Regions from separate parts of the Sus scrofa genome. Here all the other regions are linked to region 1. The links are chromatin contacts, called in public HiChIP or PLAC-seq maps. All regions are on one chromosome and are shown on one strand. The core of a region is the stretch at or near the end of the contact, and the rest is flanking DNA. Distances in the headings are between cores, read along the strand shown. Region 1 overlaps TNIK (TRAF2 and NCK-interacting protein kinase). Region 2 overlaps TNIK (TRAF2 and NCK-interacting protein kinase). Region 3 overlaps TNIK (TRAF2 and NCK-interacting protein kinase).

What was found. HiChIP or PLAC-seq counts read pairs in DNA pulled down with a chosen protein or histone mark.
Region 2: an H3K27ac HiChIP or PLAC-seq map of alveolar macrophages shows a contact between it and region 1. The contact joins two enhancer-like sites. A contact is called at or near these places in 2 of 47 Hi-C or Micro-C datasets (embryonic fibroblasts and fibroblasts) and 2 of 2 datasets of contacts at active chromatin or transcription factors (alveolar macrophages and skeletal muscle).
Region 3: an H3K27ac HiChIP or PLAC-seq map of alveolar macrophages shows a contact between it and region 1. The contact joins two enhancer-like sites. A contact is called at or near these places in 1 of 47 Hi-C or Micro-C datasets (skeletal muscle) and 2 of 2 datasets of contacts at active chromatin or transcription factors (alveolar macrophages and skeletal muscle).

What each region holds. Positions count from the first base shown.
Region 1 is chr13:109,989,703-109,994,118 of Sscrofa11.1, forward strand. The region is part of intron 1 of TNIK (TRAF2 and NCK-interacting protein kinase); the gene reads right to left. Among named protein-coding and RNA genes, the nearest start is that of TNIK, 60 kb to the right of the region's middle. Within about 2 kb of position 2,604, at least 7 of the 83 cell types and tissues checked have an H3K27ac peak or open chromatin away from gene starts, as enhancers often do. A contact at or near this core is called in alveolar macrophages, where this site is marked.
Region 2 is chr13:109,817,127-109,821,542 of Sscrofa11.1, forward strand. It overlaps TNIK (TRAF2 and NCK-interacting protein kinase), which reads right to left. Exons shown (of 30, transcript XM_021071173.1): 3 at 176-232. Among named protein-coding and RNA genes, the nearest start is that of SLC2A2, 210 kb to the left of the region's middle. Within about 2 kb of position 2,600, at least 4 of the 83 cell types and tissues checked have an H3K27ac peak or open chromatin away from gene starts, as enhancers often do. A contact at or near this core is called in alveolar macrophages, where this site is marked.
Region 3 is chr13:109,845,679-109,850,094 of Sscrofa11.1, forward strand. All of the region lies in intron 2 of TNIK (TRAF2 and NCK-interacting protein kinase), which reads right to left. Among named protein-coding and RNA genes, the nearest start is that of TNIK, 200 kb to the right of the region's middle. Within about 2 kb of position 1,828, at least 14 of the 83 cell types and tissues checked have an H3K27ac peak or open chromatin away from gene starts, as enhancers often do. A contact at or near this core is called in alveolar macrophages, where this site is marked.

The DNA.
Region 1 (4,416 bases), core at 1,354-3,853:
TTTTTTTTTTTAAAGAGAAATTTGCCCCAGGGAGTTTTTCAACAGAATGTCTTGTTTTCAAGCAAAATTAATACCTGTATCCATCACACAAAGTAGCAAATAATAAAGGAGTACCCCCAAAAGCACAAACAGAGCCATGGCAGTTAGAGAAAGGGGGAATTCCTTCCAATAGGCAAGAAGCAAAGAATATTTGGTTTAGGGGCATGAGTTTGAGCCCAAATGTTGAAAGGCAGCATTTGGACAAATGCAAATGGTAGGAGTCATCCAGTTGGACTCAGAGCAGGTAAGTTCAGGGCAGGGACAGATGAAGGGACGTGGTGGAGGGCTGGATGTTTAAAGCTCACAATATCCAATTGGGTGGCTGTGAGAAAAGTGCGGTGAGGGCTGGGGTAGGCAAGACCAGATGAAAGGTAGTGACAGAAATCCCCACAAAAGGTTCACGGGGTTCCACCTAAAAGAAAGACATGTTGACATATTAATGGGCAGTATATTCAGTGCATGAAAACAGCACATTCTTGATCTGCCCAAAGACAGTCAGTAGTGATTCTAATGCCTTGTTAAAGAGTTATCATACATAAGGATCTTTTAAATGCATTCTTTAGTCTCCTAAGAGAAGAAACACGTTTTACTGGGCATAAGAATAGCCATCCTAGTTTGTCCCAAAGAAAGAGGTTCCATAACTTTCCTGTTTTCTCTCCAATAAAAACATTGGCTATCCCCTTTTGACACAGTGTAGCATGCCCATATAAGTCACATTTCTAGGAACCATTATAGGAGGGCCACTCTATCAGTATATGTAAGGGCGACAGCCTTCTCCCCGGCTCAGTGGGTTTTCTCCGGTTGCACAAGTATAAACACATGGAGAATGTGAAGAATGTATCCAAGTTTGGCAGCCTGGCCACATTCTGCCTGGAGAAGTGCCCCCAAATGGTGCGAACTGAAGCGAAACAGCCACAGAAGCAAAATGCAATTTCGAGATCAGTGCAGACCCAGCTGCCCTTGTCTCTTAGACATTCCTGGCTGGAATTCCACTGAGCAAATGTGGGGGAAGAGAAGACAGGACAGACCAGAGGATCAGGAAATATCCAGCTGCATCCAGAGGGAACAGTCACCAAAAAAAAAAAAAAAAAAAAAAAAAAAACATGAGTTAAGCATGCAAACAGCAATTTCCCTGCAGGAATGCCCCCAAGGGCAGATCTGTAAATTATCTCTAGATATTTCTTTTCAGTCACGCCAGGACCTTATGGCTGATTCGTAAACCCTGCCTGGTGAACCTTATGATGGTCCCCTAAGGGGTCAGTTGTAGGTCCATAAACACAGCTTCCACTATTTGACCCGAAATCCAAATGGAATAATGTCACCCCCACAGAGCACTTCCTCATTTAGCCAATTCTGAATTTTTTTTCTCAAAAAATTCTATCAAGAGTGACTGTTATACCCACAGAAGGACAAGAGTTCAAGGAAAAGAATCAGTCATTTCTTTCCTGATTTTAATGTACCAACAAATGGGTCAAATTCAATGTTCATTTCTCAGGTCTTTTATTTTATTCCAAGCCTACACAGGACACTAATGGGAAAAAAAATCATTCATTCTTCGACAAATATATATTAAGTACTTAGGACTGCATCTCATCAATTCTAAAATACACATATTTTTTTCACATTTGATCATCTCTGGAATTGAAATACTGCTGAAAATTAACAAGGGTTTTCCTCCTTGGTACATAAAAGAGCATCTGACAATTACACTTGTCACACAGGAACTGTTCAGTACTTCTCAACTGGGTAAAACCACCTTTCCCCTTGACTTTGTCCTTTCCTCTTGAGTGCATCCTTGGACACTGTTACCAGAGCAACCTCTCGGGTCATGTAACCCTTCTCCCTGATTTAAATGAGCCAAAGAATTCCCTTTGCCCGTGGCTAAGAAGGAGTAGGAGGCCCAGGACGTGGCCCAGAGCTGCTCTCTCCCATTATCTCCTTGTGCCTCCTGCCAAATTATGAGCATTTTCCTCAAAATACCAAATTTCTCTCAATTCCATGTAACTTTTTTTTTTTTTTTTTTTTTTTTTTTGCTTTTTAGGGCCACTCCAGAGGCCACAGAGGTTCCCAAGATAGGGGTAAAATCAGAGCTGCAGCTGCCAACCTACACCACAGCTACAGAAATACCTGATCTGAGCTGCATCTGTGACCTACACCACAGCTCACGGCAACGCTGAATCCCTGACCCACTGAGCAAGGCCAGGGATTGAACCCATATACTTATGGATACTGGTTGGATTCATTTCCACTGCTTCACAACAGGAACTCCCCACATAACTTTTGGGATTCAGCTCAAGGATAAACTACCTGAAATCTCTTTCTCTGATACCTCCTCTTCCCCACGGAAGAAATCAATGTCCATCTTCTGATGTCCCACAACCTCCTTGCTATATTATAGCATTGCCCTACGATTATTTGGGGTTCTTTATCTCCTCCAAAAGACCATGATTGCTGTGAAGGGAAAGGCTGAATCTTGCATGTTTCTGATGCAAAGCCCTTGGGATTCTGCCCATGATGGAGCTGGAGATCAAAACAAAATTCTTGAAAGGATGGATGAACAAACCCCATGACACTCTTTCCTTCCTCATTTCACAGGGTGACTCACATTTGCAAGTTCACGACTCTCTAGGTCATCAGAAATCAGATAGGAGTTCACGTCTTCTTGGTTACTTTTAAAGTCTCAGGTCTCCTCTGTCTGAAAAGTGAAAATTCTAGACTGATGATCTCTAAGTTCCCTTATGACCTACAATTCTGTCATTCACACACCAGTGAAAACTACCTGCTATTCTGATATCTGGCACTGATCAAATACTGCTTTCCACAATGGAATCATCTTTTGAAAATGGATTCTGAGACTGGTGAAACAGCCTGTGCTCAAGACTCTCAAGGTTGTATGTTGGGGAGAGAGGGCATGTCTAAAAGTCCAGGGCAAATGTATCATTTGAAAAGGCATATTCAGTATAATTTTAGATCTAGAAAACAAATACTCTCCTTTTTCATTACAAGCAAAAGAAGATAAGATTTGATAAAGTAAGCTTGGCAGATGGAAAAAGAAAAAAGACAGTGATTCCCTATGGAAGAGAAGGCATGATATTTTCATAACGTGTAGCATAGGTTTTAGAAGCTCACAGAACACTATTATAAAAACTAACATGGCATAGTCTCTGGTACTACTCTGGGTTCAAATTCCAAATCTGTCTTCTATAAGCAGCTCTGTGATTCTGAACACTTAATCTTCTCCCAGCCTTAGGTTTTTGTTGTTGTTGTTGTTGTTGTTGTTGTTTGCTTTTTAGGGCCGCACTCATGGCATATGGGAAGTTCTCAGGCTAGGGGTCCAATCAGAGCTGCAACTGCCAGCCTATGCCACAGCCACAGCAATGCCAGATCTGAATGCATCTTCGACCTACACCAGAGCTCACAGCAACACCAGATCGTTAACCCATTGAGCAAAGCCAGGGATTGAACCCGCATCCTCATGGATAATAGTAGGGCTCGATTCTGCTGTGCCAAAGTGGAAACTCCCTCCCAGCCTTAGTTTTGATATCAGTAAAATAGGGATTATCATACACATCTCATAAGGTCATTCTTAAAGACTGCATATAAAGCTCCTCTAACAGTGCTTGGCATTTAACAGGCTCCTAATAAATGGTCTCAATTATTACAAGCAGTATTACTAATATCCTTTTCTTCAATCACAGAGATCACATTACATGCTCCATTACATGGCATGGGATGGTGGAGATGCTCTCAGGAAATTGGCAAATGGTGATGGTGATGATGACAATGATGAAGATGATGTCAGATGAAGCAATAAGTATCCATGGAGTGGCATCTGATTTTTTAAATAGGTACTGAAAAGAGATCTTTTTATGATTTACCTGCTTTTTAGCAAGCATTTTTTTTTATTTATGAACCACAGATACCAAGAGTGCTTATGACATATGTGTGCAGTTTAATAAAAACTGCAATAAACTAAACACAGTGACCATCCCTGGAGCCACTACCCAGCTTAGCAAACAGAACATTCCCACTCTGACATCATCTGGAGGAACTTCCTCCCACTTCCAATAGAAACTCCTACCTTGAATTTCATGTTTCTTATGTCTATCATTTCTTGCCTTTTTCAAAAAAGTTTTCTTCAGATCTAATTCACAAACCATGCAATCAGTCATTTGAAGTATATAATTCAGTGGTTTTAGTATATTCACAGATGTGTGCAACCATCACCACAGTCGTTTTTAGACATTTCATCACCTCACAAGAAACCCTATGCCCTTTGGCTATCACAGCCCACATGCCCTCATCTTCTCCCCCTTAGCCCTGAGCAACCACTCATACACTTTCTACCTCTGTAGATTCTCCTGTCCTGGATATCTT
Region 2 (4,416 bases), core at 1,350-3,849, 170 kb before region 1:
TAGAGTGATTTATCCATGGTCACCTCGGTCAGCTGTGGAATACTCTATTAAGCACAAATGGGGAAAGGTCTTAGATGTTTAAAAAGATTCTATTTCCAAAAAACGGTTTTTCTCCATCACTAACTTCTCTATTACAAATATATAGCTTTGAAATGGCAAGATAAAGATACATTACCCCTGTGACATCCATAACCTTAATGGCTGCAAGCTGGCCTGTTTTGACATGACGACCCTGTAAAGAAAAGGAAATTTTAAAGACTTTAGTTCTGAGCACTACTAGGTTCCAAATGTAAAGAACAATTACATAGGTTAATGTTACACAGTGCCAATGGCTAAAACAGACAGACACATAAATCTTTTTATTTTATTTTATTTTTTTGAGGGCCATACCTGCAGCATATGGAAGTTCCCAGGCTAGGGATCGAATCAGAGCTGTAGCTGATGGCCTACACCAAAGCCACAGCAATGCCAGATCCGAGCAACGTCTGCGACCTACACCACAGCTCACAGCGATGCCAGATCCTTAACCCACTGAGCAAGGCCAGGGATCAAATCTTAGTCCTCATGGATGCTAGTCAGATTTTTCCGCTGAGCCACAATGGGAACTCCCTTTTTTTCTTTTTTTTGTAGCACTTGAGACACATGAAAGTTCTTGGGCCAGGGATTGAAACCGAGCTGCACCTGCACCTATGCCACAGCAGTAGCAATGCCAGATCCTTAACCCATTTCACCACAGCAGGAACTCCAACACATAAACCTTAAATGCTTTGAAGACTGATCGCCATTTAATGTTTATTTTGTAAAACTCTCCATCACTTTCGGGGTTTTTTTTCGGGTCTTCTGGGTTTCTTTTCACAGTGGTTATCAGGTTAAATAAAAAAGACAACACTGAATGATTTGGTTCTACCTCCTCTCCAAGGTGAGGAGGGCTTGAGTGAGAGGTGGATTTATGTAGAAGGGAAGCCAGTTCTGGGTAGAGGAGACACAGGTAGCTCCTTGGTCAGAAAGCACTCAGTGTGTGGGTATGTGAGGAGACTTTCGTTTCCTTGATTATTAAAGTAATCTTGTATTGTAACAGTCTCAAATGGATGTGATTCTGCTGTTAATCACTGAAGCCTGTTAATCTATCTTTATCTCAAAAGGGGGCCTAAAACAAAACAGATAGCAATCAATCCAAATACATGGTCAGAGAGACAGTATTGAGCATAAGGAACTACTTCCCCAGACAGGGTGTCTCTGGTCTTTGGAACCACAGGGAAGCATCAACCACATGGAATTGGAAGAGAACAGGGTGTGGTGAGGGGCAATCCCTAAAGAGAAGCTTTCTTTGCACTTGCTCCTTGAGAAACCTAGAGTCTGCATCTGACTCTCAGTAGTGAAGATGGTCAATATTCACTTCTAAATGCATTTCCCTACCAGTGATATCAGGCAGTGAGATACTCTCCCAGATCAGCTGGATTCAAATTCCAGCCGCATGACTTTAGGCAAGTCCTTCAACCTTCTAGGTCTCAGCTCCCTCATCTGAAAAATGGAAATAATCATAGTATCTAAGTCACTGTATAACAGGGAGGATTAAGGGAGATAATGTATACATAGTGCTTGGCAGCATCTGGCACAGAACAGCCATTAGCAGATGCTGGCTATAATTAGGTGTGGTCCTGTCTTGCGATAATTTTTTTCTTCTTTGTCTTTTGTCTTTTTAGGGCCACACCCGCAGCATATGGAAGCTCTCAGACTAGGGGTCTAATCGGAGCTGTTGCTGCCGGCCTACTCCAGAGCCACAGCTACGCGGGATCCGAGCCAGCAATGCCGAATCCTTAACCCACTGAGTAAGGCCAGGGGTCGAACCTGCAACCTCATGGGTCCTAGGTGGGTTCGTTTCTGCTGTGCCAAGACGGGAACTCCCTTGTGATTAATTTTTAATGTTGTCTTCCCTTTTGGGCTCCATGTGTCACAAAGGCAAGGACCATGTCTCATCACTGTACTTTCAGTACCTGGAGCAGTGGTTCCTCTCCTGTGGATGGGGTGGCATGTTTATGCATGGACACAGCAGGTAATGGGGGCATGTCCACGTGAGACTGGAGGAGAGAGGCTTGGCACTGCCTGCTTCTGCACTCTGCATATAGCTCAGCTTTTTGCATGTATCAGCTTCCTTCACCTCTCAAGCAATTCTGCTCCTTCTCTTTCTTCCTCACTCAGGAAAGAGCACGAAGAAGACATTCGATCAATCATCCAATATGGTTGTGTAGGGACTTCAACTTTTAAGAACTTGAGGGAGGGGGCTGAAGTGTTACCCCACAAAGAGTCCTAGACCAGAATCCCAGAGGCCTGGTCCTGTCTGTGACCAGGTAGTTCACTGGGGGCAAGCTACGTAGCCCATCTGGGCCCTAGTTTCCCCATCCTCAAAATGTGGGGAGACTAGGCTCAGGGGTTGGAGGGAGGGACCACCCCTTCCCACTCCAAGAACATTTAGGAAAATTAGTTAAAAATTTAGTTTTCACAATGACCAAGTAGGGAGAATAGTGCTAGTGATATTCAGTGCCCAGGGGCCAGAAACACAAACTTCCTTCAGAGCCTGGATCAGTATCCCATAAAGGAGAAGTACCAACAGTGCCCTCTGCTGAGAGGCACTGAATGACCTCCAGGGTTGTCTTAGACCCAATAGAGTCTGTGTTGCTATCATGATCACCTTAGCAAAGGAATCAGCAGCTCCTCTTTAGGAACAGAAAGTCTTTAAAGACCATGAATCATACCTTAAACAATGGCTACTTCTCTGCTAAAGCAGAGAAGGAGGGTAGGGGAACTGCAAACAAATACCGAGGGTGTGGCTGACATCACACAGCTGAATCACCCTGAAATTCTCTTAATGGTACCAAGCAGCTAGAGAAGAGGAACACCTGGGTATGTCTTGCAGGGACCCTTAAAAATGACTCCCTCCCTCTCTCCCACACCACCTTGGCAGGTTCCCACCTACTCTTACCTGTGGTCCTTGACACTAAATTATTTGCATTCTCTAAATGTACTGTATGGTTTCTGCTTCTCTGATGGTGTCTTTTCTTTTTAGGTCTGCACCCATGGCATTCGGAAGTTCCCAGGCTAGGGGTCGAATTGGAGCTACAGCTGCCAACCTACACTACAGCCACAGCAACATGGGATCTGAGCCATGTCTGCAACCTCACTGCAGCTCATGGCAAAGCCAGATCCTTAACTTGCTGAGTGGGGTCAGGGATCGAACCCACATTCTCATAGATACCAGTCAGATTCGTTACCACTGAGCCATAACAGGAACTCCTAAACTTACTTTGTAGATTCAATTCAAGTATCGCCTCCTCTGAAACCTCACTGCCAGTTGCCCCTGGCCTCTGTGCTACTAATGAACATATCCATGTTTCTACTATGCACTGACCCCAAAGGACCACTGATTTCCTTCTCTCCTTGACTGAAGCAGAGGCTTGACCCTCTGCCTCCCAATTCCCTCTCTTTCCCTGTGGGAAACTGTGAGACACCTCTGCCAACACAGTTTGAGAAATGTTACACTAGCAACAAGGAATCTTCTTCGAATAATTTGTTACAGGGACATGTCAACACCTAGTTCTTTCCATCAGCAGCCAGGGAGGGAGCAGACAGGATACAAGCAATCCACTTTACATTTCAAATGGAAGGAGCGTTGGGCATTGAGCTGTTCTTGGTTTGAAATAAATATCTGTAGCTTTTTTGAACTTAGGGTACATGGTTGTTTTTGTCTTTGTTTTAGTAATTATTAGTTGTTGAAGGTAACACTGGAAAAGAAAACAATCCACTTCTCCTCCATTTTAAATTTCACTTCCAAGCTAAAAGAAGAGTTCTCCATGGGTCTGACAGATAACTGAATAATACACCTCGGGGATGGCGGTTTGGGCTTAAATGAGCTCCTGGAGGTGGAACAATTGGCAGCCTCAGCTCTGTTCCAGACGAAGGTGTCCCGTGCTCTGGAACAGGAAGGCTGCTGAGCTGCCAACCTTCGATGAGGGAGGCTGCCCAGTGTGAGTTGCCTTTGACATCACTGGAGGATGCCAAAGAGAATTAGGATCCAGATGAAGGCAGACTTTGAGGGAATGGCTAGGAATTAGCTGACCTAAAGATCACTGGAAACCTGAGGCACAGTCACTGTTAAGATGATGTTTCAAGAGACAACTTCATAAAGTCACAAATAAATTGAGTAGGAAAAGCCCCTAAGGTGCCTACTACAATCTTACAGAGATGAGGTGAAAATCTCACAACTAATGAGGAACCCAAACCTAGGGCACTTTCTCATCTGTTCCACTGTTGCCTTCCAACTCCTGAATTAGAAATCCTTATCACTAAAACTTAAATATATATATATATATATATATATATATATATATATTGCTTTTTTTTTTTTTTAGGGCTGAATCT
Region 3 (4,416 bases), core at 578-3,077, 140 kb before region 1:
ATAACTTTTAGGATTTGATCATGGCTCAGATAATCAGCCATCTCAACCTCTCTTTAGATTTCATCAAAAAAAAAAAAAAATCTGCTCTTAACTCCTCAATTCATACCAAAATACAAATGACTAGTAACACATTAAGTACCCTCCTTCATAAGAATTACATTATTTTAAGCAATAAATAATAGTAACTTCTAGTACTTACAGAACAACACAACAAAGACATTCTGGAACTCATTATACTTATCTTCTTAATGTGGGGTATCCGTTATTAAAAGCATTTTAAAGAATAAAACCCCAAAATAGTCTTTAAATGATGAACTGATTTTCTTTAAGCCCATTCTCCAATTCTTCTGACCCCAAAGACCACCCACGCTCTTCCCCTATCAGGCTGTCACAAGACAAAGAAATGATGAATTAATTTATAGGATTTCAGGCTTTACCTGGATGACTGGAGAAGTCAATTCCTAGGGTTTTAATATTTGCTCCCAACTTTCTATTAAACCAGACTCCCTGCACCTGTAAATTTCGTTTCTGGGTATATATCACCAAAATAAGCTAAGATACAACCATCACCCAGAAGTTCACATTGCGTTGATTTTAACAAAACCGTAAGCCTCTCTTTTCGATGGAAAACAAACTATGATATTATTATGAATCACATGTCTATTACTGGACAAAAACTCTCAACTACTGACCAAAAGAGATGCATTATCTAGCTACCCCTTTCCAACTAAGAGCTAAGTCCTAAATAAAAAAATAAAATAAAAAAATCTCAGTTTCATAACTCAATCCATCATATTGTGATAAAGTTTGTGGGCAGATAACACAATAGAGATCCTGAAAGGGATGTGCAAAATATAAGCACAAAAAGTCTATTTGGGGAAAATATGATTTTTCTGTCTTCAAATAAGGAAGATGAGTATTTTCTCATTGGGGGTATGGTAATGGCTTTGGGAATTGTGGTCTGAAAAGCACAATGAAAAGGAATCTAGCATGTAGATTAATCATATGGCTTTTTGCAAAGATTCAAAATGAGGAAACCTTTGAATGCACTGAAGATCACTTAGAATCTGCAGTGCTCATCCTGCCTCAGTTCCATCCCCCAATTTTGGTTCAAAACATCTTATTCTGCCAGGCTAAAGCTGGTTTTGAAGTTGAAATGTGTTTTGCTTGATGCCAATTTAGTTTAGAAAATAAAAGAGCGAAACTCTTGAAAGAAACGTCTGGCTAATAACACCTGATACAGGCAGAGACACTATTAATCATGCCTTTGGTTTACAGAAAATCCCAGGTTCAAATAAATCCAAAAGATCCCTCAACGTCTATCGCCTGACTCTGCATGAAGAAACAGTAGATTTTTCTAAAGCAGCCTGGGTGACAAATGCTGTCTGGTTATAAGCGACGCTCCTGACTTAGGTAGAGCCAAGGCAGTTTCAGAATCAAACTACACATCATCTTGAAAGTACCCTGTTTTGCAAACACCGGATACAAGCTTTAGCTATTTTTCTATGCACCCCCTAGACATCACCTGCTCATCAACAGATTTTAAAACATCTTGCAGGGGCAAATGTCCAAAAAAGGTGTTCACAGGTAGCCCAAGTACTTATCTACTCTACTCCCTCTTCAAAAGCAGTGGAGAGTAAATACAAAGTGGTCTGGTAAGTCAGGAGATGAGGTGAATTCAGGCTGGGCTGTGACTACAGGCAGAAGAATGGTTTGTGTCTCAGGCCCAAAGGAACAAAGCTGATTCTGTTGTGTATCCTCAGGTGCCATAGCTCATAGCCCCAGGAACCTCTAGACACCACAGGGGTGGCTGCTGCTCAGTGTTTCAGAAATGTCCTTCCGTTGAAAGGACACTGCAAAGCCACAAACACCACAAGAGTTTGCTCTGTACTTTCTAAGCCCTCGACGGTTTGAAATTTGACACATCTCCTTGGGTTCACAGTCACAGTGGGTACTGGATTATTAGTTCCCCGTGGAACCAGAAGGAAGGTGGGTCTACAGAACCACAGAAGGGCCCTGACAACAAAGTATTCTGAGCAGCCCTGGAGACAGACACTTACTGCATGGCCGTGCAAGGAAAGAAAGAAGGAAAACGTAAATCCCCACAAGGCCAAAAGGAAACATGTCTGTGGCCTCACCACTTAGCCAGTTTCAAGTATGGCTGTTGTTTCAAAATGTTTCCCAGTCTTGTTTTCTTCCTCCATTATTTTCTCCTACTTCACTGCATGTGAGAACTGAAAGCTAACTATTAGAAATTCTCACACTGCCAGAAATTCAACAAATGAATCTGCAATTCCCAAGGCCCAGGGCCTAGAGAAATACCAGCTGAGAATTAAAATAAGGAGAAGGAAAAATCTATAAAGAGGTTAATTAGCTTATGTGGTACAGTCGGGGATATAGAGCATTTTTTTTGCTGGGAAATAGCCAGGGTGTGCCCCTGGGGAGACGCTGGCGTCTTAACCAAGTGAGAGGCTTGGGGAGCTCTTCTCTGCAATACCTCACAAGCACTCAAACACAAAAGCCACAGACATGCAGGACAAAGGCTCATGGGCAGCTTGTTCATGAAACCTCGGGAAACACTATATTCTCCCCCAGCCAATTTCCTCTAAGCTTCGAGGTCAGACAAAAGTTTGAAGAGGGTGAATAACTGAGGGTCATCTGATTTACTTCCTACTGACACAAGAGAGAGGCCATTTATTCCCACGAGTGGGGATGGATGGATTTGGAACCATCCCCATTCTGATGGCTGGGCTTCTCTATGACAGCAGAAGGGCATCTGGAAGAAGCCTCGCTGGGATGAATGGGGGTAGGAGGCCAAGGATCAAAGTAAACTAAATGCTCACACAGGACAGTACAATAACTCTGGCCTCCTTTAGGCAGAGACAGTTGTTCACACTTCACCAAGGAGTGGATGTGTGACCGACAGTGCATGTTTTCAGTTTGGTGTGAAAAATCAGGGAAAAAAACAAAAACAAAAAAACGAGCTCTGTCACTGAGAGGGATACTTTGACTTCCCCTGGTCTGAACATCCTTTCCATTTTTCTTTAAACTTGAACAGTACCCACCATGAACTATTTATTCTAGCTCTAAAGTGGAGCAGACAGGATGAGCGGTTGCACTGAAATGGTCGGGAGAAAAAGGAAGCCATGAAGGAGGCAGCCTTGACCTGTTCCGTCTCAGTGGAAGGTGCCGCTTGCCCCCGTGTGGCTCTCGGTGGAGGTCCTAGAGTGTTTGAAGAATCAGGGAACTGTGTGTGGGGAGGACCAGGGCGTGTGCTGCTCTGGGGCTGGGAATTCACTTTCCCCATGCTCAACAAGAAGCAAATTTAAGCCAATGACGTATACCTGTCCCCATTAGAGCAGCACATGAATTTACTCAGCCTTGCAGGCATCCAAATCCCAGCTAGACTGCTACCAGCCATGTGCCCCTTAGTCACCTCATCTAAGAATAATAACAGCTCCCAACTCAGAAAGGCACAGAGAGTCCATGTAAAACACAAAACAGATACTCACAACACGATGACTCTCCTTTCTACCGCAGCCTAATTTAATTGTATTTATGCTCATCACAGCCCTCTGTCCTTGTGATCTGTCTTCTCAGTATGGAAAATAACACTTTGATGATAATAAAAGCAACCTGGGCATCACAGGTACTTGAAAAGCCATGCAGCTTGTAAAGCCCAGCCTGGGTTCCCACGGGCACCCGAGAGAGCCGGGGGGCCATCAGCCCAGAGCACCCTCCTTGGGGAACATTATCGGTGCTTTTGATGTGATGTTCTGGGGGCCAGCATTCCTGCTCTTTCACCCCAGCCCAGACTCTGATTGCACCGCACTGCCCTTGGGGAGTGATTTCCACATATGCTGCCTGCCGGCAACACAGCTTCTCCAAACACTTCTGCAATACTCACTGCTGGCTGGGGTTCTGGTTTCACTACTGATGAATCTCATTGCAAAGGTTACCAGTCAGAGTCTGTTCGGGTTTTTGCAGTCTGAGACTGTCCCTTACCACTGCAGACAAACATATCACCTGTGCTTACAGACCAGCGCTTTTTTACCTTGTCTTCATTTTTCCACCACAGAGATGACTGATGCCCTGAGATCTCATGGAGAGTAATGGCAACAAAATGAAAAGCATATGTGTCATCTCAAGGAAGACATGTGGGCAGTAAAATATAGCTGTACCAAGGCTTCGCAGCCATAACTCTTAATATTTCTGTGCAACTGGAAATGATTAAAAAAAAACCTTTATGATTAATATTTTATCTAAAACTCCCACCACTACGGAGGAAGAGAACAAAGGAAATGTGCATTCCAAAGAGCCCTCGGCATTGACAAATACGGAACCATCAAGAGTCACTCTCTCTCCCACGAATGATTTCCCAACGGACCCAAATCAACTTTCAGGGAGAAAATGCAA